2 separate regions of the Anas platyrhynchos genome follow, and region 1 is linked to region 2. A link is a contact called in public Hi-C data. All regions are on one chromosome and are shown on one strand. Each heading gives the region's core, a stretch centred on a gene start, on an enhancer-like site or on the middle of the called end of the contact. The rest is flanking DNA. Distances are from core to core; before and after follow the strand shown.

What was found. A called contact is a pair of places that touch in the nucleus more often than the background predicts.
Region 1: a contact with region 2 is called in a Hi-C map of skeletal muscle, with 2.6 times the contacts expected there. The contact joins the promoter of BCL2L14 here to the enhancer-like site in region 2. A contact is called at or near these places in 2 of 8 Hi-C or Micro-C datasets (liver and skeletal muscle).

Annotation. Positions count from the first base shown.
Region 1 is chr1:70,655,317-70,662,378 of IASCAAS_PekinDuck_T2T, forward strand. It overlaps BCL2L14 (BCL2 like 14), which reads right to left and starts at 2,229. Exons shown (of 8, transcript XM_005010033.5): 1 at 2,208-2,229. The coding sequence starts at 2,214.
Region 2 is chr1:70,595,985-70,603,130 of IASCAAS_PekinDuck_T2T, forward strand. LRP6 (LDL receptor related protein 6) reads left to right here. Exons shown (of 22, transcript XM_038172428.2): 15 at 2,788-2,997; 16 at 4,521-4,646; 17 at 6,049-6,285. Among named protein-coding and RNA genes, the nearest start is that of BCL2L14, 58 kb to the right of the region's middle. Within about 2 kb of position 5,592, at least 2 of the 8 cell types and tissues checked have an H3K27ac peak or open chromatin away from gene starts, as enhancers often do.

The sequences.
Region 1 (7,062 bases), core at 979-3,478, 56 kb after region 2:
ACCTCATATAAGTTGATAAGGGGTTTCCCATTGACATTATTCTAGTTTTGCTGAATACCTGAAAAAATCCTCAGAGGGGGATATGGGATTGAAATTAAGCTTTCTTCTCCCCCAAAACCAAAGTGTTGTGTTTTATCTCTTTGAACTAACACATTTTAAAACTCATGTTTTCAATTATGCTGAGGTTTAGCTGCCTTGCCTGGCATTGCCTCACTTCACGGGAGCTGTAATTTGGGTCTCATTTTGCACCCTGGTTTTGGTTCCCCAGAGAACAGCCTCACTCTGAAGGCAGACACATCCCCTCTGGCTGGGCCAGGCTAGGGGCTTTATGGTGGCTATATATGGGGCAATGCACAGCAGTGTAGAAATGTGGTTAAATATAACACTTTTGCTTTGCCCAAAAGTATTTAATTCAATGAAAAATTGTACTCAGCTGTCCATCCCAAGTTGGGAGGACAGAAGATCATCAAACAGCAGACTTTGCCACAGCACAGAAGCTCTGATTTTCATTTGTCCCAATTCCATTCTATGCTCAAAGGTGCTGTACCATGTTGCTTTTTCTTTTTTTGGTACAACTTTGGTTACATTTCATCTTCAGGGTGCAGTGGGATACATACTCCGGTGATTAAGATTTTTTTTTGAGAAATGATGCAGGGTGTTTACATTCATAAGAGTTGAAGACACAAAGTCACACTTCCAGAAGTAATTTATAATCTGCAGTGCCCGACTAATTGAAAATAGGAATGATGGTCTTAATTAATTATTAGGAGATGACTTTCTAATTGACTTAATTAGTAGCGTATCAGGTGAAAGTTAATTTTGTGCTGACGTCTCAAACCTCTTGATAGTCAGGGTGAGAATTATTCGAATTTCAAAGTGACTTCCAAGTTATTTTAAACAGAAATTTGGGTGTCTATGTGTAATTAGAATATTCTGTTTTAAATTTCTTCATAACTTTGACAGCTCCTAGGATTTCCAAGTGTCACTGTTTCTCAGCAGGTTGTACAATTTTGGTGGATATTTGTTTTTATTTTTTTTTTTTTATGAGGTGGTAACAAAAGAGGTGTGCAACAAGTTCTACTCTCTGAACAGAGGTGCTGAAAGTGTTGAGCCTTTTTTTCTGAAAGCTGACTGATATTAGCTTTGTAATGGATTCTTTAGATAGAAAAAAAAATCCACTAGATTTTAACTAAGCATTGCTTTTAAGTTTAAAGTAATTTGTCCTCATGTCTCGTAGAAGTATGGCTCAATCCAGCTGTGGTTATTAAAGAAATAAAGTTCAGACATTCACTACTAAATATTTAAAATTCACTTCTTTGGATCAAGAGTGTCTAGCATTTTTTAGTAAGAACAGTGCTATTAACCAAGTCAGGCAGCTACCAGTTTTCATACAAATCATTTGTATTCAAGTAATATTTATCATGTGCTGAATGCTGTCCACACACAAGAGGACACTTATCCTTTCCTGAAAACCTTGCAGTCACCAGAGAAAAAAATACATTTTCTTTCCTGAAGGCTGAATAGTCCCTTCAAACATCTGCACATTGTTAAACAACCCAGAAAATAATAATGGCTATATAAAATAAAGTAATGAGCTGTAGCTTCCTCCATACCTGGCCTTAAAGATGCAGGCCTCGTTCCCCACAGTCACTGAGCTTTTTGTTTTTAAGGATCAATTCTTTCTCTCTGCTGCTAGCAACAGACTTGTTTTTGTGCTTGTATCACAGCAGAGAGAAGAGGAGCTTGCTAATAGCTCTTATCTGGGCTGCAGTCACTGCAGCCTGACTAAGATATCCTATTGCCTTTCTTCATCTCGGGAGGAGGAGGGACACCTGGCTCCTTGCATCCAAGCACAGTCCCAGCTGCTGCTTTCCTGCTCCATCAATAGACTTTTCTGTGCCAGTAGGACTAATAGCAATGGTTTTCTAATGACAGCATTTCCCCTAGTGCCTTGTATGTTCTGCCTAGTAAACCTTTTGGAATAATAAGATGGATTCAGCCCATTTGTGACAGGAGGGAGGATCATGTGGGGGACCCGTGGGGGAAGAAAGGAAAGAAGGAAGCAAGAATGAAAATTTCTGTCTGCCTAATAGGTGGTCAAAAGGCATGCACCATACAGCATTTTTTTATTTGGGTCCATCACAGTGATTTCACTCGTGAAACGATTTTGCCCCTGCTGTAACAATGTGGTATTAATGACCACTTACCTGACATCAAAGACCAACTGTACTACTTTCTGTAGCAACCAGCAATCCTTGACCTAAACCTTAGCAGTCGAGACAAAAAGGAAGATTAGGATACATTCACATAGCACATCAGATTCACAAAAAGTACAGTCACCCCAGGTCCAGACTATTTTCTGGTACCTCTGTCCTACCTACAGCAGAGCAGGTTTGATTACCATGTGAATGAGGAAAGCTGCTGGAAGCTGCTGGACTGCTATCTCTAAGTGCAGCCCCATGGCTACATGAAAAATAGCACCGTTTACCACTATACTCAGATATAGTGGACAATAATTTGACAATTAAAAGTGGCCTTTCCCCTTACAAACTCCATATGGGCACTCTGAGCATTAATGAGCCATTACATTTATCATTCCTTTCTCTTCAGAGAAGAAACCAGTGGGGTTTTCCCCTTCTTCCCCACTGACAAACCAGTTCTAGCACTGCCCATCTGCAGCTTTAAGGATCTCTATACTACCTTTAATGGGAACGAGGCTGTCAAATTCCAAACTGGGTAATTAACTAAATTTTTATTTTATTTTATTTTATTTTATTTTATTTTATTTTATTTTATTTTATTTTATTTTATTTTATTTTATTTTATTTTATCCATTTATATTCATATATTCATATATATATTTTGGTTCTAAAGTCAGTGCTGTTATCTGCTAAGGACTTTAATTAAATACGGTGTGATGATTCAAGGCAGGACTGTTATCAGCTGCCCTTTGTTCCCTCTGGTGGAAGGAACTAGAAAAAGGCTGGGAAGATGAGTGGCAGTTTGGATGCTCCACTTCAGGAAAGTGGGTTTGGGCTTATTCAGGGAATTTCACAGTAGAGTCCTTGGGAATCAGCCAAGAAGCAGAAAGAGGCTCAGGAGATCTAGCTGATTTATAAAAATAAGTTATGAGAACTCAGGAGCACACCATCCCATTGTGGAGGAAGACAGAATTTTGCAACAATCCCTTTATGCTCCAAAAAAAGACAACTTATAAAAGCATTACTTAGGTACTTACAGACTCAGAAAGCTACAACCCAGCTTGAGCTAAAGCTAGAAGTGAGCATTAAAGGTAACACGAACATTTGCTGCTTGCAAAAGGAAATTCAAAGAACATGGTTCCACTGATGGCTGCAGTAGACAACCTAGAAACAGATAATACAGAAAAGGCAGAAGCACTCAAAACCATTTTTGCATCATTTTTTCACAGTCAAAGCCTGTTCCCAGACTTCTGTGTGTATCAGTACAGTTAGGGAAGGAGAGGAAAAAAGCTTATATATATGATAAACCCATCATCTGTGGCGTAATGAACACACAGATACCAGGGTTCTTTAAGGATCAATAATTTCTAATAATTTCTAAAGGCAATAACTTCAACATCACAGAATCACAGAATTTCTAGGTTGGAAGAGACCTCAAGATCATCGAGTCCAACCTCTGACCTAACACTAACAGTCCCCACTAAACCATATCCCTAAGCTCTACATCTAAACGTCTTTTAAAGACTTCCAGGGATTGTGACTCCACCACTTCCCTGGGCAGCCCGTTCCAATGTCTAACAACCCTTTCGGTAAAGAAGTTCTTCCTAAGATCCAACCTAAACCTCCCCTGGCGCAACTTAAGCCCATTCCCCCTTGTCCTGTCACCAGGCACGTGGGAGAACAGACCAACCCCCACCTCGCTACAGCCTCCTTTAAGGTATCTGTAAAGAGCAGTAAGGTCGCCCCTGAGCCTCCTTTTCTCCAGGCTGAACAAGCCCAGCTCCCTCAGCCGCTCCTTGTAGCAGCTCTCCTCCTGATCACTCCCCTTTCTTCCCCTGTAAACAACAGACTTAGTACAGACATCATTTCCTCCCCAAGTGTATAAGTTAGGCCCTAGGAACTGGTCTAATAATTCAGCTAGCCTGATGGGGTCCTCAATTAAAGCCTTCAACTCCTTCTTAAAACTTCTAACCTCTCTGCTGGTAAGGAGGGGGAAGAGTTCACCTAAGAGGATACACAGTTAGTGTTCGTACTGTTTGTATCAGGGAAGGCAAAATTCTAAATATCTCTTCTACCTTGTTCTAATTCTTGCCAGAGCCTAGAGTATGATCCTTCTCTAGGGACAGCGTTAATTGCAGTCCCTGTCGCCCTTCCTGGAGTGGCTGCTGCTGCCACCGATGCAATATTAGGATCATAGGGAGCATAACTCGGCTCCTTCTCTGAAAAAGGAATCTTATTATTTAGATATAAATTTAAAGCCTGAATTTTCGTCAGACCTATATTTTGGCCAAAATAATGCTGTTTCCTTAATTGGTTCTTTTGTCCACAGTGATACACAACATTTAACCATTTTCTTCTTTTATCACCTCCTCTAATTTTGGTATTATTTTTCCAATTTTTTATCATTCCTCCGGAAGGGCTGTTGGTAGGCACTCCCCCAGGGACATCTCCCTATCCCCTGGAACCCATATTTTCCCATTTTTCCCAGCCCTTGTCAGGGTGTTGCTACAGAAACTTAGCTCCTGCAGGGTACTGACTTGTGGAATTCAGACTCTATAACCCTGGAATGGTTATAAAGCAGGTATGTTTTTTCACACACACGCCGGACGCAAGGGGGATAGCTCCACCTAACTCGCGCACCAGCGGTTACTGGCAATGTGCTTATATTAGTGGGACAAATACATATTTATTGCATTTCCCGTAAGTCTTCTGTATATTCATCAGGTCTCCAAAGAATCATTAACGTAGGTTATGCGTACTGGAGTCCTCAGGTGGTCAGTTGTCTGTCATACTCTGGTGGTCTTTCACTGAAGGTCAGAAGTCTTCCTCACTGCTTATCTTCTGGGCTTTCCTGTCTCTGACAGACTTCAGTTGTCAAGCCAGTTCTTGCTATTCCCATTATCTATGCATACAGTATTTTATTCCCTTATCTTTCGGTCGTTAACATACAGTTGTGCTAGCTAAGACCTAGAAATCACCATCCTTTATCTTATTCCCTGTCTCAGTACCACACACAAACATTCTGATTCTGGAAAATGGGGATGTACTGCCAAGCACTTTCCCGTACAAGGGGTACCACACACCTATGGGTTTACCAGATTGCCTGGTGTACTGCCAAGCACTTCACCATGCAAGAGGTACTGTACCGTACACCAAATTTCCCGAGACTCTTCCTTCCTCTTTCTTATCTCACACTTCGTCTGTCTCCAGCCGTGCCCCTCGCGGAGCTACAGAACCACGGATCAGGACTCCACACTAGCTTCGTACAAAAGTACGTCTCAATCACATGTCACACAGAGTCTCACCTGACCCCCAAGGCAATACTTAATATTTCTTACCTTGGTCTGCGCACAGAGTTACCGGATCAGTTCTCAAACCCAGAGTGCCTACCTTCTTCCCTTCCCCAGTACTTCATGGATCCTGCCTTTTTAATCAGTCTCAGGCCTTCAGTTCTAGGCTCTCTTATTTGTGATTGCAACGGCGGGCATCCCACAAGCAGGAGCACACCTACTAGTCACACAGTAAAGTTTATATACTTTATTTCTTGGCGACCGGGACCCTCCCCTGCTTCCCCATTGACTTGGTAGTCCAGGTTCACAACCTATCCAATGCTTCACAGATAATACATGGCTTTCAGTTGCCAGCCTGTTATTTTTCAAATTTCTTTTGACTTTTTTTTGACTGTTTGGGGTGGTAATGTTTCTTCCCTTATCTGGCTTGACTTGATACCATGAATTTCACCTAATTTGCACTAAGGTGTCTGGTTGTCTGCATTTTACAAGTTTGTCTGGTAAGCTTTCTTATCACTGCAAGTATATCTCAATACCACATTCATTTCCCCTATACAATGTAACTCTAAATAATGTAACATCTCTAGAAAAAAAATCCTTCTTACACGGTCACATATACCCAGTATTGCTTTTCTGTTGAATATCAATTTAGTAGTTGTCTTTCTTACCCCTCCTGCCCCCCATACATTGGGTATTCCCAAGAAGCAGTATGTCTGGTACTTCCTGTGCTTATGTTACCAACTCAGGTGAGAAAACAACATTTTTGTTCCCATTCAATAATTGCTTGACCTGTGGGAGAATGGGGTATACCAGTCAGATGTTGGATGCCCCACTGTAGAAAAAAAGTGGGTTGCATGGGCCACATATCCTGGCCCATTATCTGAATCATTTTTGGCACTCCCATTGTTGCAAAAACTGACAGAAAATGTTTACACACATCTTTTGCTTTTTCTCCTGCATGGACAGATGCAAAAATACAGGCAGAAAGGGTATCAATTGAAACATAAACATAGCGAAGTTTTCCGAATTCTGGCTAATTGGTAACATAAAAAAGCAGTCCTTTAACTCTACTACTATTAATATCCATGGCTGGATAGTTGGAGATGGTAATCCCAGTTGAAGTGCTCCAGTATTTTCCATGACTTTATTAATTTTTCTCAGATCATGTCACAGTCTCCACTTTCCATTCCTTTTCTTGATTACAAACACCGGAGAGTTCCAGGGCTAGTTGTGGGAACAATATGTCTCACTTTAAGTTGTTAAGCAATTCAGCCTTCGGGCCTTATGTATCCTATTCCTCCTGGATCGAAGGGAAACAGAGCCAGCTTCTTTTCAGGACCTTTAGAGCCTGGATCAAAAGGAACATCCAGGTCATCAGGGGGCGTAACAGCAAAGACCTGTGATGCCAGTACTGTCAGATAGGTGGATGAGCCCACAGCTCCCTCACTATCTGGTAAACCAGATGTTTCTGACTGTGGTCCCACATGGCTTGTTAAGACCTCAGAGATTGCTCACCAGGCACCAAGCAATCCAGGCACGACCTTGTCATTTTTAGTAGTAGAGTCCCAAAG
Region 2 (7,146 bases), core at 4,342-6,841:
ACAACCGTCTGCTGTATCAGCCATTCCAGTTTTGTTTTGTCTGCAAACTTCTGAGGGTACTCAGCCCGAGTAATATGGGTTATGTTCTAGGCTATTCAAGATGAGTAAATTTATGGGCAGCAGAACATCATACATTCTTTATTTCTATCTTTCTCTGCTATTAGCCAGATATTAGGACACAGAGAAAGAGATGGATCTAAATTCTAGTTCATTTTTTTTAATGATTCCGCTTTAAAAAATAAAAATAAAAATGTGGCTGTCAGATCACTGATGTCACAAAGTACCAGCTCACAACTTTTTTGATGAACATGAAGAAACATCTTTCCAAAACCTCTCTTGTTTTTGGCTTTTGCACTGGAAATAGATTGCTATAATCACCACAATAAATTGCTAACTGCTGAGATGCATTCCTGTGCTTAGGAATGCTGATTAATAGGCTCTTCTGACCAGCAGAGTATTTTTTTCTGCATGTGTTGGCTTCTTTAAAACAATCTCCTGCTCATAGACTCTATAGATGCCAATACCTATAAAGAGGAGAGAGAGAATACCTTTTATGTGATTCAGTCTCTCTCTTCCTCCCTGTTCTTCAGGCATGCAGTTAGGTCTCAGTTGTGCTGCCCAAATGGGAGATCCTATTGAAGTTAACCAGATTCTTAACATGATTAAGGGGTTGTTTATGAAAAGATGACTGGAATTAGCTCCCTACCATGGAAACTATTTGGAAATTAGTTGTTCTATTCCAGAATAATTAGCATGATTTGGAAATGTCTAATGATTCTGAAATTAAGTCACTTTTATTTGGAAATAGAATGTGCTATGGGTGTGTCCTGATTTTTATTTGTTTGTTTTTGTCTTTTTGTAAAAGGTATTGCTGGAAAGAGAATGGTGATGTCAGGGACAGAGCTCCTCTTAATCATATCTCCCTCTCATCTGACATTCCTAATAAAGGGAGCTAGCACCCTGATGAGCTAGTTTCAGATTTTATTGTTAGTTTATGGAAAGAGGGATTTCAGTGTCTTGGTTTAATCAGAAATGATCAGCTACACTTGGTCACAAATATTAAAAAGAATGATTAAGACATCAATGGAGTGAAAATTTTAAGCTTCCAGAGCTTTAGGAGCATTTTGCAAAATGTCATGCTGATTGACATGGGCATGGTATAGCAGGGTGTGTACAGACTCCATTTGGGTAGGTCAAGGTCTTACTTAGTTCTAATTATATTCTTTCCCATCATCTTTGCATATCCCCCTCTTCCCAGCTTAGCTTTTTTTTTCTCTTCAGGATGCAGGTTGCAGTTTCTTACCTTTTCCCTATAAGGTGACTCATGTTCATGGGGGTTAATAGACTGTTGCAGTTCTTTAGTTTGACTTGCATCACTCCATCTATTAATTTCTACACCAGTCTGGGTATAACCTCCTTCAGAATCCATCAACATCTTTTCTTAATCAGATCATTGCTGGTGTTATTCCAAATTGGTGGGTGAGAGCCCAGTTTACCTAAGGATTAAAGTTTTAATCTCTGTGTTCTGCTTAAGATGTTACTATTTGCTAAATGTTTGAAATGTTCCTTAACTTCTGAGCTTTGTATGCATTCAGTAAAATAGAGATAAATGCATTTTTGTAGCTGAATTTGTTTGTAAGTCCCTTTAATTGGCATACTGTTGATTAAAGTTGTCAACAGGCCAAGCCAGAAAAAAATATTAAAAACATCTTGGAAATGGTATTGTGGATGAGCATATGCAAAGCCATTGTCTGCTATTTTTAAAGTAAAAATAAGCATAGCAGTAAGCCCAGATATTTGACATACCTGGATTTATGTGTAAATTTTCAAGCTGTGGCCTAATTTTAGACTGTGTAATATTATTTTAGCATTGCAAAATCTAAGCCAAATCCTTATGTTTGTGCATAATTTTATGCTCAGAGTTTGATAAACTTCATTGAGTATATGAGTGTTAATGAGCATATGATAAAGGTTTTGAATAACATATTTTTGTGTACGAATTACAAAGTCTTAACTGTCTTTGGACAGTCTTTAATGTTACCTCTAAAACATCTGTGGGCTCTCTTCTGTTTACATGCAGCATTAACTGTGACATGTGACAGTTGATCTTGAATATATTTATGCTAGGTAATCTAGCATAAAAATCAGCAAATACTTCCAGAGGTGCAAAGCCTCTTGGCTGCTACTGATGATTGCTGAAGGAACTAAGGAAACTAAATCTTCACTAGGAAGAAAAGAATGTTCCTAATTTAGCTTGAAAACCTTTGTGAAGATAATGTAGTTGAAACAAAATAATATGAGGAAGTCAGAAGTCAAATGTTTACCTTAATCTCATAATTCAGGTGAAAACTACTAAGTGCTTTGTCTTCACTTGGATTTAATCTTGCATTAGTTAAATCAAGCTAATAATCCATTTTCTTATTCCCCGCTGAATTCCAAGACAAAGCAGTTAATCTCTCAAAAAAAAAAAAAAAAAAAAAAAAGAATAGATGAATGAAAAGAAATACCAATTACCACCATATTGATAAAAGACTGGATGGTCTTATGAGAGTTGGCCCCCAACTCCAGACACATTTTAAATATAGGAAATGTATTTGAAGCACACAAACTGTCTTCCTGATGAAAAAGAAAAAAAAAAAAAAGATCATATCTGAAAAATATCAGTCTTACATCATTACCTCGTAGTGTAGAAGCAATCAAAAAGAATGGTGTAAGCAGTGTAGAAAGTATTTGCAATCGTATTTTGTTTGATTCCAGTTAAGCTAAACTACTCTTTTATTTCTGCAGGTGCTAACCGAATTGTTTTGGAAGACTCTAATATCTTGCAACCTGTGGGACTAACTGTATTTGAAAACTGGCTGTATTGGATTGACAGGCAACAGCAGATGATTGAAAAGATTGATATGACTGGTCGAGAAGGACGTACAAAGGTCCAAGCTCGTATTGCACAACTTAGTGACATTCATGCTGTGAAAGAGCTCAACATTCAGGAATACAGTAAGTGCAATTCCTGTTTGCAAGTGAGAACAGTGCCTGTGAGGCTGGAGGCAGGGAGTGGCCAAGAGCAATGAAGCCTGATTTTCCTTGCCACTAGTCAACATCAGGGCAGATCGACAGGGCCAGAAGTTGGCATTGTTTTGTGTCTGTTATATTGCCAGGGTGGTATTGTTTCCTTAGTGCAGTTGGCAATGGACATGAAATTTACCACAAGCCACCCATCACAATTTGTTGCTGGTGACAACTTTGCTGGTAGGTAGTCCCATAGAGGTACCTGGGTTTTGACTATGTATTGGCACAGTGGAAATATCCTGTTATCACTAGTAGAGGATTTTCTGGATTCTGGCTGCAATACACAAGTCAGGTCTTTAATCCTTTTAGGCAAGCACAGCTCTCATGGCCCTTTACTAGCAGTAACCGTATCATGGACAAGCCACCCTGGCTGCATGTTTTAAGGCAAGCTGAACAATTTTTGTTAAGGGCAATTCATATTGAAACTAAATGATGGAAGAACAACATGAATTACTCAAAGGAAGTGTGCAGTAAATAACAATATGTGTTGAACATGTCTGCACTTCTAAAAGTTTTCTGTTTGCCCAGGATATAACCTTTCCCCACATACACTCACTTGAAACAATGGAAGCTGTATGGTTAAAACAGCGGAGCTGCTGTCTTCATGGAGGAAATAGGCCTAGTTAATAGGCTGTGATGAATGCCTTCGAGACATATGTAGAAAGACGTCTGGGGATGTTTAATTAGAGCATCAGCACAGACTACTACTAGTTTTGTTTGCTATTAATCTCAGTAAATCTGTCAGGAGTTCCAAGAGAAATATGTTGTCCTTATTAAACATTAAAATGAAGAGATATTTAACTAGAGCATGTTAATTTGAGTTTTGGAGACAGTGTGAAAGCTCCAGAATTCATAAATTTGGAAACTTTACTTTTTTAATTGTCTTTGATAGAGAAAGTTAAGTATGGAATCCAAGGTATCTTTTTTCTTACTAATGCTTCCATTTTTGCTGGAGCGCTAATTCTACTTCACATGAGAAGCAAATGGTTTGAGTACTGTTTACTGCTTTGGGAGACCAGGTGGCATGATTCTCAGTGTATCAGTTCACAGCCAATTACTGATGTGTGTGATAATTATTTGTGTGTGTAAAGGAAAAAAAATACAATTAAATACAACTTTTTCAGAGTTGTGTTTAGAAATGTCCTCCCCATCAAGATGGGAGTAATGAAAGGAGCTCTGTGAACACAAAGAAATCAGTGAAAGGTATGAAAAGATGTAGGTATTTCTTGTCAGTGAGCTCACCAAATTCTTGGAGAGTAAGTCCAAGGCTTTTTCCAGATTCCACTAATTACTGCAGTGTACTTGGAGGAGAGAAAATTAAAAAAAAAAAAAAAAAAAAAGAGAGAGAGAGACAGAGCAGGGGATAACTCAACTGCCCAGAATCTCATTTACTTATCCTCCCAAGTGTGACTGCAGTTGTACTACCTGTCCGTCTTTTCTTAAAATCACAGGACAACACCCTTGTTCTCAAGATAATGGTGGTTGCTCACACATTTGCATTGTGAAGGGCGATGGCACCACACGCTGCTCTTGCCCAGTCCACCTTGTTCTGCTGCAGGATGAGCTGTCCTGTGGAGGTAAGTCCTTCCCATGCTCTGCGTCACTGAGCTCTCTGCTCCTGGGTGGGGAGGTCTCTATTTTAGGGCCAACTTCTGAGCAGAAAGAATGTGACAGTGCACCAGATGTTGTAACATGATTTTACATGTTTTACCGTTTTGCTTCCCCCTCCACCCCCCCGAGCTAAACCTGCAAATTTTGAGGAGTAAAAGAATAGAATCTTAGAAGCTCACTGTTGAATGCGGATTTCTGTTCACCCTTTCTACTTAAGACCACTGAATTATTTTGATTTTATTTTTTTAATTGTATGATTTTTTCTTTTACTACTTTTTATATCATTCTGCATGTTCTCCTTTTTCAGCTAGTGGTAGACTCTCCTGTGTTGCATCGCATCTTCTGTCTGTGCCATTTCATTCTTCTCTGCTTTTCTCCTGAAACTCACCCTGTGTGTGCCTTTCTGAACTGCAGTCCCAGAAGAGCCAGTTGCCTCCTCCATGGTGATATGGCCACTACAGCCTACGCCCTGATGTCTCCAAGGGTGGGGCTGAAATTTTGGGAGAAGAGAGGCACTTGGGTGCTTGGGTCTCTTTGTACCACCGTACTGAATTGATTTATTATGCAATCTTCTCGCCATCAAGGCGACGTGTGGTCTCACAATGGAACAAGAGCTAATATAATCCAGATATTTTCTCAGAGCAAGTTTAATACCAGGCCAGAAAGGGGAGGAGAGGAAAAGGAAATTAAAAAAAATTAAAATAAAAAAAAAATCCATGCTTACTTACTGCATGAGATTAACAGTTACTGTAGTAAATGTTAAGTAATAGCTAACAGCTGTGTTGCGATAGCGGGACTTGACTAGATGGAGCAGTTTTTTGTCATTTTAGAAGAATTTTGACTCAACAGAGCTGTCGAGGGCACATAACTAGACATTGAGTCACAGTGATCCATCTGCAGCAAATTACATCCTTTTAACGTTTTCTATACACTGACTGTTGAGCATAAAAAGGGAGTGAGACATCAGTTGTGTATACAGTGGTGCTGCAGGAAAGAGGGAAGTGGAAGAAAAGTTTGTTGACTTTAAATGAAGACTTTAAGACCTACTAAGAGAAGGGTGTAAGAAGCTGAAGTGGGAAGGAAAGAAAAGAATCGTGTTTTGAGTGTGCGTGCTTGCTTCTCTGTTCCTCTTATTCTTTGTCTAATGAAACTCCATTGACTTGAACCTGCAGCTGTCACTTGGGGCTCAAGATCTGCTCAAACAACTGTGGAGGCAGTGTGGGGTGGAAATTACATTATGATGTGGCATGTTTATCAGCTGTCTGATTAATCAAAGCAGCTGAGTTATTCTTGTCCTTACCTGTTGTGATCTGCTGCTGATTGTTCACCTGGATTTTTAATTTTTGTTTGTTTGCTTGATTTTTAAAGAACCGCCAACTTGCTCCCCTCAGCAGTTCACCTGTTTCACAGGTGAGATTGACTGCATCCCAGTGGCCTGGCGCTGTGATGGTTTCACTGAATGTGAGGACCACAGTGATGAAAAAAACTGCCCGGTGTGCTCAGACACCCAGTTCCAGTGTGAAAGCGGACAGTGCATAGACAGTGCCCTCCGGTGCAATGGAGAAGCAAACTGCCAAGACAACTCAGATGAGAAAAACTGTGAAGGTACAGAGGATCTTTCAAAGTATGATGAAAACAGAATTTTTCGGGGGACACTATGGTAGATACTAAAGTTATTGCAGAGTGTAGGATTTGGAAGGATCTGAGCTTCTGCTCTTTTGACACAGAGTGGGACATTATTTCAGAGCTACATTCCTTTGTTTCTCCACCTGTAAAGTGGAAATAACGCTGACTTCCTGCACAGTGGTTTAAGCTCTGTGAAAAGTACTATTTAAAATGGTATATTTTAAAACTCTAAAAACCTGGTAACTCTGGAGTGATTTACAACATGGAGGAAACCCTTGTCATAGGGTTCTGAGGTTTTTTGAATACTTTATGCCCACTAAAGGTCTGCGGATTGTTTATTTTATTAAACTGAATAAAATGAAATTAAACTTCTCTGAGTAGGTGAGAGGGAGACATGAGATTCCTGCAGAGTACAGCAGAAGAGAGTATTTAAGCCGTAGTCACATGGAGGGAAGTGCTATTGCCAACAGAATGAGAATTAAGTTCTTTTAATTTTGGAAAGGACAGGTTATGCTCATGGAGTCTCAGCTACCCTACCACTATACCAAGTGAAACATTAGAAAACTTGACCTTCTTTTCCCCAGTGCACAAGTAGTGAGAAGTTGTAGGGACAACTTCTAAGCTTGAAAGGATGCCTCTTCTGTGTATCCTTTCAGTACACTTTCTTTGAAGAGGCTGTCTAAGAGACTTTGAATAAAGGCTGAATTTCTTTCCAAAAGATGTGCTCCAGCTCAAACAAAAATATACAGACCAATGCAGAAATTCTTTTTTATGGAAGGTGATTTTTAGCCAGATGGGATGCCAGCATCTGAAAATGCTTTGTGCAGTTGCCATCCAATG